Regions from separate parts of the Mus musculus genome. Here region 1 is linked to region 2. A link is a contact called in public promoter capture Hi-C data. All regions are on one chromosome and are shown on one strand. The core of a region is the stretch at or near the end of the contact, and the rest is flanking DNA. Distances in the headings are between cores, read along the strand shown.

The links. Promoter capture Hi-C pulls out the DNA fragments that hold promoters and counts their contacts.
Region 1: a promoter capture Hi-C map of embryonic stem cells shows a contact between it and region 2, with 2.5 times the contacts expected there. The contact joins the promoter of Gpr143 here to the promoter of Tspyl2 in region 2. A contact is called at or near these places in 3 of 39 promoter capture datasets (embryonic stem cells, hippocampal neurons and liver) and 1 of 115 datasets of contacts at active chromatin or transcription factors (stem cell-derived neural progenitor cells).

What each region holds. Positions count from the first base shown.
Region 1 is chrX:152,779,746-152,783,477 of GRCm38.p6, forward strand. It overlaps Gpr143 (G protein-coupled receptor 143), which reads left to right and starts at 2,176. Exons shown (of 9, transcript NM_010951.3): 1 at 2,176-2,547. The coding sequence starts at 2,298.
Region 2 is chrX:152,340,350-152,344,024 of GRCm38.p6, forward strand. Tspyl2 (TSPY-like 2) reads right to left here and starts at 2,135. Exons shown (of 7, transcript NM_029836.4): 1 at 1,191-2,135; 2 at 1-31. The coding sequence starts at 1,976. Gpr173 (G-protein coupled receptor 173) reads right to left here. Exons shown (of 4, transcript NM_001359449.1): 4 at 3,249-3,675.

The sequences.
Region 1 (3,732 bases), core at 926-3,425, 440 kb after region 2:
CACAGAGACTTAAACTTGAATAATAATATTTAATTACAGTTAAAATTTATAACTGAACATTTATACAGTACATGTATCAATTAACTATGAATTAAGTTATTAATAACATTGAGAACAATTTTGAAGTATAAGCAGCACAAGGGAATGCTAGGGCAGTGAGGCACAGGAGTGGGTAGGTGGGTAGGGGAGCACCCTCATAGAAGCAGGGAGAGGGGGAGGGGAATAGGAGGTCTGCAGAGAGGAGAAGGGGGGATAACATGTGAAACGTAAATAAATAAAAATAACCAATAAAAAAGAATCCTAATGTAGTGGTTAGATAGATGGCTCAGCAGTTAAGAGCACTTGCTGCTCTTCCACAGTACCCAGATTCAGTTTCCAGCACCCATGTTAGCTCACAACTGTGAGGAGCAGGTGTGGCAGCAGTCCCAAGATGGCGCCCAGGACTGCAGCCAAGTCTTATGACTTGCACCTGACTTCCTCATACACCTGAATATAAACCACGACCATCTTGAGAGCTGCGCAGCTGCACCATGATGCTGGCGGTGTAAACAAGTCCATATTTGGTGGAGACATGCCCCTGCCGCCCTGATTGGCTGAAGCTGTGTGCCTGGTGAGGTGGCATGGCCTGCTATGAGTGGATGGGGGCTGAGAGTATATAAGAGTGAGAGGCCCGGGGTTCGGGGGAGAAAAAGATGAAGCAAGAGAGATGAAGACTGGAGCTTGCTGAATAAACTGCTGTTAGAAGAATTGGTGGTTGTGTCGTTCTTGCTGGTTGAGAGCGGACGCAACACACAACCATCTGTAATAATCATCTGATGGATAAATACTCTCATCTGGCCTTAATGGGTGTGAAGCACACCTATGGTGTACATTCAGGCAAAACACCCATACACATAAAAAACAATCTCAATATAACAAATCAGTTATTTGTCTTAGCAGAATTGATATCATTTCACTGTATGCATTACATGAATAGTTTTTCTGACATAATGGGAGAGGTTAGAAACCCTGTGGATATTTTCTATACACTCTTTTCACCTGAAAACTCTCTGTTTATGGTTCAAGTGTGAAAATTGCCAGATTTCTCATCATTGTCAGAGAATACAGGCTTGACTGAAGTGGGACTTCTAAACGGGCACTGACCTAGCAGGTACATGGTGGGATTTAAGGAGTCCTGGAGTAAACCTTTTTGTTTTTAATTTTGAGATAAGGTCTCTTTGTGGCCCTATTAGTCAAGGAGCTCACTCTGTAGACCTAGCTGGCTTCAGACTCACAGAAATCTGCCTGCCTCTGCCTCCCAAGTGCTGGGATTAAAGGTGTACACCAATAAACCTGGCTAGAGTAAAACTAGAAGTAAACTAGACTAATCAGGAAGCTTTAAATTGGAAAATTTCCACCCCTCTGGTAATCTTGGTCCTGTTTCACCATTCATGCACATAGGTGTATCAGTTGGTCAAGGGTGGTAGCACACCATTTTAATACCACTACTCTGGATGTAGAGACAAATTGATTTATGTGGGTTCAGGGTTCAAGGTCAGTCTGGTATACAAAGTCAGACCCTGTCTCAAAAACATAAAGGTAAAACCCTCAAGTCTCTGTGTGTGTGTTTGTGTGTGTGTGTGTGTGTGTAAGTTGTTTTATTTGGTGTTTGCTTATTTGAGACAAGATCTCACTGTGTAGTGTTAGCTGGCATGGAACTCACTGTGTAGACCATGATAGATGTGAGGCTTGCCTTTGTCTCCAAAGTGCTGGAATTAAAGATGTCATTAATTTAAATGGAAGGTCTCTGTGGGCTTCCATGAGAAAGGGCCACAAAGGAAGATACTATTTCTTTCTTGGATGTATTCAGAGGAGCCAGGCTTAGTGGATAAACATCAGTAGGTTGCATCTCGGGCATCACATGAAGATGTCACAGACAGAAACAGGAACTGTCTGGTTAATGGGACATAGCTCTCCAGAGAGACCAGTTAAGAGAAAATGGGAGGTTAGGGGTTGCAGGTTTTGTAGAGGTAAGGTACAAGGAAGGCCTGGTGGATGGAGAAATTGCTACCCCTTTCCCACTTCTGGTGCTCCTCCCCCATCTCTCCCTCTGCATATCCAGCATTAGCCTCGTGAGACCTCGTGGCCTTTGAGGAGGGCACACCGCCCAGCTGGAGCCTTTGCAGCCTAAGGGCTGAGGTTCGGGAAGAGGCACAGGGCACATGACGCCCAATCTCCCTCACCAGCCCAGCACCTGATCAGGAAAAGCTGAAAGCTGTGGGTTCCGCAAACCAGAGACCGGTCCCTGAGCAAGACGAATGGCCTCCCCGCGCCTGGGAATTTTCTGCTGCCCTACGTGGGACGCAGCCACACAGCTGGTGCTAAGCTTCCAACCGCGGGTGTTCCATGCCCTGTGCCTGGGAAGCGGCACTCTCCGCCTGGTGCTTGGCCTCCTTCAGCTCCTATCAGGGCGTCGATCTGTTGGTCACAGGGCGCCTGCGACATCCCCAGCCGCCTCAGTCCACATCCTCCGTGCTGCCACTGCCTGTGACTTGCTTGGCTGCCTGGGTAAGGGCGCGCAGCCAGCTCTTTGGGGTTAGGATATGCAGCTGGCAGGGTGGAATGTGCTGGGTTCACGGGATCTGCCCTCGCTTAAGGATGGTACAGAATTCACTGTTTGGGATCTGCTCTGGCCAAGATGCCTGGACTCAGAGGGTAGTCTAGGTTTGAGAACAGATAAAAGCTTTGAGATATGTGACTGGCTCTTGGGTCCAGAGCAGGGCTGGATCTATTTACCTGGTGACTGGATAGTACTAGAGAATTCTGCAGAGTGACTGGTAAAATTAATGTCCATGGAACTTTAACAAAAGTATCCTGTTGGGTTTGTTAGTGGAACTTATTAGGGAAACCTCAGACATGCAGGTGTAGTTAAAATCCAGAAACAAAGGAAACCAGAAACAAAACTGCAGGTCCTTGGTTACCTCTATGAGAAGAAATAGACAAATAGACACCAGACCTTCATCTGTATGCATGTCCCTTTTTTTTGTTTTGTTTTGTTTTTAGAGACAGGGTTTCTCTGTATAACCCTGGCTGTCCTGGAAGTCACTCTGTAGACCAGGCTGGTCATGAACTCAGAAATCCACCTGCCTCTGCCTCCCGAGTGCTGGGATTAAAGGCGTGCACCACAACTGCCCTGCGAATGTTCTTTCTTGTGTGTTTGTTTGTTGTTTGCTTTGTTTTTGTTTTGAATCTGAAAGTACTGTCTTTTGAGCTGTTGTGGAAATTACCAGGGCCCCTGGGTAAAAAGCTCTACCAAGCAGCTCTATCTCCGGCCCCTCAAGTACAAAAAGTGCTATCTGGTACAACACTTTAAAATCTTTTCCGCTCCCCAGAGAAGATTGATGGCTTGTGGGTGCTGCATTAATTTACATAATGTTTTATGGGAATATAGCACTGCCCAGCATCTGCTGCTCCTGATCTGAGACCCTGTTAGCCCTGCTAGGACAGAGTACAAAGCTGGAAATAGACACCGTGGTCCACAAAAAAACTAAAACAAAATAAAACAAAATCATAGTTAACTACCTGGCCCTTAGCAAAATGAATTTGCCAATATCCTCTTTCGACTAGAGCATAATAAACTTTACTGAGCTCTAAACTAGACTTATTTTATCTGCTTAGTGTGGAAATTGTCCAATATGCATGAAGGTAGTCTATAATTATAAGGAAGTATCCCGAATCTCCAGATGTCCCTCC
Region 2 (3,675 bases), core at 885-3,384:
TCAAGATTGAAATTCTGGGGTGGTTGAGGAACTGATGAGTGGAGCAGTTTAGGTCAAGGATTTACTGTTCAATGCCAGGGAGGGCAGAGCAAAACAGGCTGAAGCAAGGGGGGTCCTTCTGTGTTTGAGTGATGTCTGAGGAGTAGGTGAGTGCTTATGCAATGTTAAACCTCAGCATCAGGGAGCCTTGCCATGGTTCATATTTGCTGTAGGTCTAGATGCTAAGGGTCTCTGACCATGTCCATGTGATTCTTGTGCTTATGTTCACAGAATACTGTATGTCTGGGAGCTAAAAGCCCAAGTCTAAGTACAGATACATTTGGTTACCGAGGACCTGCATTTAAATGTTACATGTATAGGTGTTGATGCTCAGTGTCCACATAATGGATGAATGCCTCTAGAAGTCTGTGTGCTTAGGCCCAGTTGCCTCATGTCTAGATATGGAAGTTATGTATCTGTATCTACTTGATACCCTGTGCCTGACTCCCGAGAGCCTATGATCATGTGACACTTTTTAATCATGGGCCAAGTGTTTATATCTATATAAATTCTACTAAAATGTGTGCATTTCAAATGTTGCATACGTGTTTCCCTGGGAATGAGCTCAACAGTCACCAATAGTGGATTGGATTCTTCCTGTTGTACCTTTCCCTTCATTTAACCACTTGAGCCTCACAACCAAGTGGTCTTTCTCCTGATTCTTCAGGGTTCCATCCCATTTCTACTCTCTCCCCTCTAATGGAGAGGATGGTAGACAGATTTGGGATTTCTAGGTATCTAAGCAGAGACCCAGGTTTATGGAGCCTTGTGTGGTTTGAGCACGCTTCCCGAAGAGCTTATGCGCCCTCCCTCCTTAGTCAGTTCATCACCTGTACTCCCCCCTCCTCTCCTCCTTTCTCTATCTGTTGCTCCGTTTATGGGCTGTGTGCCTTTTCCGTTACCCCTCCCTCTTTTATTGTCTGGGATCCATTTTCTTTTTAAATGTTGCAATGCTACTCTTTTTCCCTTCTGCAGTCTAGTTTTAGATGCGATTTTGCCCTCTTGCCATCCCTCTTCCACGCCTTCTAGAATCTTCTAATGGGGATTCATCATCCTCATCTCTGACCCTCCCCCACACCTCTTCTCTCTCTTCCACACATCTCCCCTTCAGTCATGGGCTTCTGGCCCATGCATACTGATGAGAAGGATACTGCTTTGACCCAGAAGCCTGGGATATGCTGGATGATGAGGTCTCTGCGCTCCAAAAAGGGCCTTCGCATCTGGATGAATTTGCGCTTGAGACGCAAGAAGGCCTTGCCTGCCTTGATGTTCACCGCCTCCAGGTCCATTTGAATGCTCTCCAGGGCCTGCAGTATGCTCTCCATCCTCTGGGCACTCCTCTCTCGGCTCTCCTTCGCCTTCCTCTGCTTCCTTCTCCTCCTCCTCCGACGCTGCCGCCTCCTCACACTCTCCTTGTCATCCTCATCCTCATCTTCCACTATTATGATAGCCTCCTCCTTCCTCTTCGGACCAACTAACATCTGGGGCCCCCACCCTCCTAAGCTACAGGTTTCTAGGGCCTTCTCTCCGAGGCTGCTGGGCTCTGCAACCTGAAAGTCAATTGCCAGGCTTCCCCCAGAGATTTCTGAAGATGGGAGCGTTTCCATGATCCCTGTGGAAGGGGCCTCCCCGAACCCTGACTCCATTGCGTGATCCCATCCGGGACTCTCAGCACTCAGGGTGAAATACGCGCGGATCCCCCCTTCCTCAAGAATGACATAGGGCAGTGGTGGGGGCAGCGTGGGGCCCACCCCCCTCATGTCAGCCAGCACCTGTGCAGCCTCGGTTTCTTCCTGGGGTCTCGGACGCTGCTGGGGTGGAGGCAGGGGCAGTCGCTGGAGCGGTGGGGGTGGCGGGGGCGGCAGGTCGCGCTGACGGGGTTCCGAGCTGCTCAGGCGGGGGGTCTTGGCCGGAGGCCCCTCGTCCGGGCGGTCCATGGTGACCGCACTCACAACACTGGCTCTGCGGCTCTCAGACAAGGCCGTAGCCACCAGTCACACTTGAAGCGGAGCCGCCACACCTCACGCGACCAGCTCTGCTCACCACCTCGCTCTGACGTCCCCTCCCACAGCGCCTGCCCCACTCCCACAGCGCCTATCGCCCAGGCCCCGCCCACTCCCTGGCATGGCGTCTGCTCTGCCCGCCATTGGCTGCAGGCCTCGGAGCTGGCGGTAGCGTTCCCTCAGCCCCTGCCTTCTCTCACGCAATCCGCTTGCCAACACTACACATCATCATTTTCTAATTGGCTCCCTTCGCGCCCACCAATCATCAGGCTGACTGCCCCTCAGTGATGAGAGGAAAACTGCGGGGCGATTGGCTATGAGGAAAGCTAGGGTAGGAGCCCCCTCACCCTCAGTCTTGCAATGTTTTAGCCAATGGGAAAAGTACCAGTGATTCTGAAGACCACAAGACTAGGCCCGGGGAGGGTGGCTGGGAGTGCGCAAGCACCAGGGAACGAGATGTGCTCAAATGAAATCAGAGAGCCTCGCTATCATTCTCCCCGCCCCACTCCCCCAACAACTACGCACTTTTAAAATCTGTCCCTTCCCCCACCAGTTTATGCCTGTGGGGTGAGCGCTGTAGCCCCTCAGTCGCAGGCTGCTTTGAACTGCTAGTAGTTTAAATATCTGAGGTCTTTTTGCTTTGGTGGTCAGGTTTTGACATGGCTTTTTCTATTTCTGCAAAATGGCTCCACAGATGCAAAGAGTAACTTCCTCTGCGTCATTAAAAAAAAAAAAAGGTGATTCAACTAATGTGCTAGATTTTTCTAGAACTTTAAAATTCTCTTTGTCTACACATAATTTCTACCCCAGCTTTTCCTAAATGAATGCGGCTATTAATTGTACCCTAATATTATATTTTATTTTGTTTGTGATCAGAAATGGCTGGTCTTTGATGAGGCACGATGGTGGAGTTTTGGCTCTGGTTCTAGAATCCACATAGCAGGTGACTTCCACTGTGACTTTAGCCAAATCACTGCCCCTCTCTGAGCTTGTTTCTTCTACATTAGACATTCCTAAGGAGAGGAGATAATTGCCCATTGCAGCCTTGCTGTGGTAGCAGAGGAAGGAACCTCAGAATCCATCAACAGGAAAATGGATGTGATATGTGTTTTAGATGGACTACTAGAATAAATTTGATCTATGTATAGCAACATGGCTGGATTTCGCAAAAACAGAATGTTAAGTGAAAAAAGAAACAGAGCAAGATTTATAGTACAATACTGTTTATGTAAATTAAAACACATCAATACCATATATTTTCCACAGATACACATAAGTAAATAAACACATGAACGGTGGTTTGGAAGGACACACATTAAGTACTGAAGAGCGGTGCCTATGTGGGGTTGGAAGGATGGGATCAGGAATGGGTGATGAAGGGGACAAAGCAAAATAATAAAAGGACCTTGCATGGACCAATGATAGAGTGTGCCAAGAACTGAGTAATAGGGTCAGCTCAATTCTGTGCACCTGAAGAAATAAGTAAATAAATAGTAAATTAATTGAGTGCTTAGGGAGTAGGCCAGCTGGGTAGATCCCCAGACTTGGGCTTTTTCGTTATGTTATCTTTCCTTCTGAATTTAGTCAAAGCTAAACCAAGTCCCAGCTGTATACAGTGGAACCGTAAGAAGGA